Regions from separate parts of the Zea mays genome. Here region 2 is linked to region 1. Evidence: chromatin contacts called from public Hi-C data. All regions are on one chromosome and are shown on one strand. Each heading gives the region's core, a stretch centred on a gene start, on an enhancer-like site or on the middle of the called end of the contact. The rest is flanking DNA. Distances are from core to core; before and after follow the strand shown. Region 1 holds the start of LOC103626047 (serine/threonine-protein kinase Nek2). Region 2 holds the start of LOC100282454.

The links. Hi-C and Micro-C count contacts between places; a contact is called where the count stands out from the background.
Region 2: a Hi-C map of tassel shows a contact between it and region 1, with 2.3 times the contacts expected there. The contact joins the promoter of LOC100282454 here to the promoter of LOC103626047 in region 1. A contact is called at or near these places in 2 of 25 Hi-C or Micro-C datasets (ear and tassel).

The regions. Positions count from the first base shown.
Region 1 is chr5:18,521,057-18,523,756 of Zm-B73-REFERENCE-NAM-5.0, reverse strand. LOC103626047 (serine/threonine-protein kinase Nek2) reads right to left here and starts at 1,290. Exons shown (of 15, transcript XM_008646429.3): 1 at 888-1,290; 2 at 1-33.
Region 2 is chr5:18,664,760-18,667,459 of Zm-B73-REFERENCE-NAM-5.0, reverse strand. It overlaps LOC100282454, which reads right to left and starts at 1,383. Exons shown (of 5, transcript NM_001155364.2): 1 at 954-1,383. The coding sequence starts at 1,291. LOC541789 reads right to left here. Exons shown (of 2, transcript NM_001111473.1): 2 at 1,646-1,960. The coding sequence ends at 1,796.

The DNA of each region.
Region 1 (2,700 bases), core at 41-2,540:
GGAAGGTGTTCGTTTTTTTTTGCTCCCTTTGTCCTGAAAAGAAAATGCAGTGAGTCAGTACGATTTTAGCTTAGCAATGTTGTGATTTGGAGTAAACAAAATGAATGAAAAGTAAGAAACAGGAAAACAATTAACTTGAGGGCTCCAAGATTAATAATCGTTTGCCTGTAGGCTCGGTAATTCTGACTTAAAAAACTGCATTTAAGCATTGCACGGCTTCATTATTGCAGGGGTAGTACCCTACCATGTTATTTACACATAGTATGTACTGTAGTAATTTTTTTTAGAAAGCACAGCTTTAATGGTCCTAATGGCGACAAATTCTCAGTGCGGATACAGTGGTGTCGAAATTAGAGATAGACAAAAATATAGGATGAGCCGCCACGTGATGCCAATGAACTGTGTGACAAAACTAGCCGACGATGTTAGGTTTTTCGTTTTTTTTTGAAGCTAGGAAGAATAACGCAAAGCTTTGAAACCCAAACGACAAACTGAAGAACTCATGGAAATGCCGGATACTAGTAGATCCTGAAAAGACAGAGTTTCCCCAGGCAACTGGAAGCCAGGAAAAAAACACTAGTATCTTCTTTTCCAACAAAGAACTCAAATGTGAAATATCAACCTTTTGTTTGCCCTTTTTGTGGAGCACCCTAGGAACCTTTGTTCATACTCTTCTGTTTTAATAGTAATGTGCACTATCTTATGCAGTTCGTTCAATTTTTTTTTTGAAATATCAACCCCAAAAGGTCCAGTAGACTGAGAAATGTTGGACAGGACGAGCAATAACGTAAACCCAATGCGAGCCTCCAAAGAACACACCAAAATCAATACAGGAAATCTTGCAAGCAAGAGAGAACTGAAACCCAAAAATGACAGGCAAAACTCACCTAAAAAACCCCCAACTGGCAGTTGCCGGCTCCAAGAAGTGACCAGAGTAGCTCAAGTAGCTCAAGAAGGGAAGGGGAGGACGAAAAACCGTAGTGGTATTCACGCTTACTCACACAGATCTCGCCACATTTGATCAGAGAGAGAGAGAGAGAGAGAGAAAGCTTGCGGGGGGAGGGACTGAGTTCAAACTTCAAACCCGCTGGTTGCCCTGGAACCTCAACATTTTATATATTGATATAAAAAGGAGGAAAAAGGTGAAGGCAAGATGGAGGAGTATTCATTCAGAGAGAGAGAGCGCCATGGAAGCTGTAGACAGAAAAAGCGACAGGGAAGGAGAAGAGGATGCGGGCGGGCCGTGCCGAGATCAAATCGATGCTTTTGATTTTGGATTCTGGCGATGGGTTTGTGCTTGTCGCTTTGTGCTGCTACTGCTCCTGGAGTCCTGGTGGATGTATTCATGTTTAGGCGTACATCGTATACAGTACGGTATACGGAGGTTTAAAATCAGGAAGACACGTTGTGCCTTAACAGAAATTTTGTTTTAATAACACTGCGCATCTACATGGTTTTATAATGTTATTAGTGGCTGAATTATGTTACTTTTAGTTGTCTTTACCGTTCATTGAATAAAGTTTCATCAATTAAATAATACTCAACTAGTGTTTTTCTTGTTAGGAATCAGCCCAGAATGGAGAGTGAAATTCTGATTTGCTTTTTTGTGTGTGCGCGCGCGCGTGTTTCACAGAGGCGAAAGTGGCCTATTCATAGGGAAGAGGGCTGTGTAAAGATTTAGAATGTGAACTCTTGGACAGTTGGACTTTCTTCTTATTATGAATATAATTTGGTCACAATTCAATGTGTATGTAGTGTTTTTCTTGATTTTGATTCCACAACACTTCTTCTTGACTAAATTCATTTTATGTGTAAGAAAATTCAGTAAAAAACTCATCAAAAGAAAAGGAGTACAACATTTGCTTTCCAGATCAGGTCATTAAGATCAACTTGTAATCTTCAGGATCACGATCATAAGCTGACTTTGGGGTTTGCCTCTTCTTGAATCTTACGACTCTCTAAGTCATCTCTTGTCAATTTTATGGACAAATCTAAGTTAGAGACCGACAAAGATTTTATGAATACATCCGCTAGATTTTCACATGACTTAGCTTATAGGATATTTATCTCCACGCTCTTCTGGAGCTCATGGCGTACAAAATTGGGAGTGATGTGCTTTGCGATATTGCTTTTAATTAACATAGCTCATATACTTTTGTGTAACGCAAGACACATTATCTTCATAAATAATAGTAGGGGTATTGATGGCATTCATGTCACATGACTTATAGATGTGGTTAATCATCCGACGTAGCAGAACACATTCTTGTGTGGCTTCGTGCATAGAAATTATTTGAGTGGTTGGTTAACGTGGCAACCAAGGTCTGCTTCATATATTGATAGGAGATGGTTGCACCGCCACAAAGAAACACAAAACTACTCTATGGTCTAGTATTGTGGGAGGTTAGACATATAGCCAACATCAACATAACCCACCAAAGTTAAGCCCCTCGTTTTGGAAAATACAACCCAAGATCCACAGTGCCCTTTAAATGTTTGAGGATGGTTTTCACACCAACCCAATGCCCCTTGGTGGGGGCGACACTATACTAGGCCAACAAGTTTACAATAAATGCAGTATCTAGATATGTGCAATTTGTGAGGCACATTAATGCTCCAATGGGGTTGAGGTATAAAACTTCATGTCCAAAGTTTCATCATCCTCTTCCTTGGGTAGGAACACAGTCTTATTCGCATCCA
Region 2 (2,700 bases), core at 134-2,633, 140 kb before region 1:
TCCAAGGCCCGGGTATTATTCCACTCAGGGGCGGATTTTTTCCGGCTTGATAAAGAATCCCTTCGTTGTGTCTCATCCGCTCTCGGGTTACGTTGTCCTGTGTGCCACCCTCTGGTTGGGTCATTGCAGAGTGGACGGTTGACGTCGACAAGATGGGTGGGGGGGAGGGTTCGGGGATTTTCTCGGCCAGGACCAATGTTTCAGTCTCTTCTCCGGGAGGGCGGTCATTCCCCCTCCTGCCGAGTTTTGTTTCAGAAATCGAAACTCGTTTGTCTATCATCATAGTACAACAATGGTTTCAAAGGTGATTAGGTGTCCAGGCGAGAGCACAGTGGCAGACATTGTTCACCAAGGCAAGCTGGGTAAGCCTGGACGCCTAGCGACACCTTTGAAACAGAGATAGGTTACTGAAAAAAATTGCAGGTAGCAACAGACTAAGGGAATGTGCTGATCAATATTCATTGCTCCAAAATAAAGTCCCTATTTAACTAAGGGTGTAACTCAATCGTAGTAAAGCCTTTTTACACAACTTCATTGGTATTTTCTTACCGCACTGTATAAGCAACAAAAACAATTTGGCACAGCTACACTGTCTGGTCTCAACGATCATCTTTCTTGTTGCTACAGTCCACCAATTGCACAAAATTCTCTAGCCAACATATTACCGAATGCCTTTGCCGACCTCTCAAAATCCACGCATGCCCCCACACTCACAAAGCTACCAGCCCTACCACGACTCCACGAGTGACCGACAAGCGACAGAAAGTCGAACCCACTGCCGGCCTCGGTAATAGGAACAGAAATAGGCGGCGCTAGAAATGGATGGCACACTTTGCCTAACTTTTCTGCCTAAGGTTAGTTATTCAATTTGAACGACTAACCTTAGGCAAAGTGTGGCAGGTTTAGCCACGAACCAAACAGCCATAGTATTGCGTAAGACCAATCAGGAATACCATGTAGTCTCGGTGGCTGACTTCCATACGGCGAGGCGACCCCTCGCAACGGCGGAGCCGCTGGGCAGCTGCCGCAGCTCTACGTCGGTGCCTACAGTCCCAATGAGCCGCACCGAGTTGCAGAGCTCCTTGCTCCAGGGTATGTCCGCTGGACGCGCCGTCGTTGTCGACGTGGGCTGCGCCGCCGCCTCACTGTACTGAGCGGAGCACCGGAGGCGGCGCCATCGTGGCACTGGTAGCGGAAGGTGGAGGAGGGAAGAGGAGAGGCGGCAGCGGCTGTGGTCCCCGGGGCTAGGGTTTAGGGTTTTGAGTGGAGAGGCAACGGCGAGGATAGCCATGGCGATATCGGGGCGTGGCCGTGCGTGTGCTCCAGCAGCTCCCCTACTAATGGGTCACGAGCTGCTGTTGTGGCTGTCAGCCGGTCTCAAACAGCTCCCTAATTTATTCTCTGCTTCTTTTTTATTTTAAAATTCTCTTTATAAATAATAGTATCTACGTTCTTAAATATTTGTCGCTCATTAAATTTTTTTACACTAAAATATGACAAATAAAAAAATAAAGAAAATATTTTCTCTTTATTTTACACGATCTAGAAACCCCATGTAGCATAGACGTGCTCTTCTAACCGCTTCAGCTCACACCTTTAAGCTCAATAAACAAGTGCTACAAATAATGAGAATTGCAATAATGAATAATGCCCAAGACAACCGATTCATAATCAATCACGGAAGGTTGTTATTCCCGGTACAGACTACAAACATATCGCTACAATGGCCTGAAACCGCGACGTGGTTAAAAAGGACATGAACTTGATGCTAACTCCAGAAGACCAGAATACAATTTTACACCAACAACCCCCTTCTCCGCGACGTGCTCTCCTTGCTACTTGATGCCTCAAGCCCCTTCTCCGCGCCACCTACCCCCGTTGCCGTGGGGGTTGCAGGTGGGGGCTGATCGCCACCTTCCCCAGGCTCTTTCTTCAGTTCACTTTCGAACTCCTTAGCCGCCTGAGAGAGAAGTTAGATGGATCAATGAACAGTTTTACTAAATGGAAAAAGGATACAATACTGCTCAGAAAACTTGATCAGTAGCTTGTCTTCAGAAAACAGAGCTCAAAGTGTGCAACCCAGCCAGCTTTCAGTTAGTATAATGGTGAATGCTAAGGTGGATCAGCCCCATCAAATTCTTGGACAAGTGATGCCAAAAGGAAGTGATGAAATTATCAAACTCTAGTCTCTGGACACTTAACCTCCGCACGCCCTGCCTCCTTAAACAAGTTGAACTCAAATGAAAACACTTTTCAACTTTTACGAGCCTTTTGTGCTACTTAAACTAATTTCTTCTCTGCAGCTTTATCTCCTACCAAGTAGATTGGGTAAACCATAAGCCCCAGCATGGCGCAAGTCGGCAATGACCAAAACATAGATCATAAACCACAAATGACCTCAATTTTTAGACCGAAGACACATTTGTTCCTGATTTCAAAGGCAAGGAAAAATTAGCATGGTGGGCTACCAGTTTATAGATGTAGAGTCAACTCAATCTCAATAGGTAGCACTCTACCACCTGAGGTGAGGCCGTGTTCGGTTATTTCAATTCTATGTGGATTAGAGTGTATTGGAATGGATTGATATGTATTTTGACTTGTTATGTATTTAAATCGGCTCAATACCATCCAATCCACATGGTTTAACGGTGAAACGAATAAGCCATAAAGGTTGCAGAACGTGTAATGTGTACAGATAAC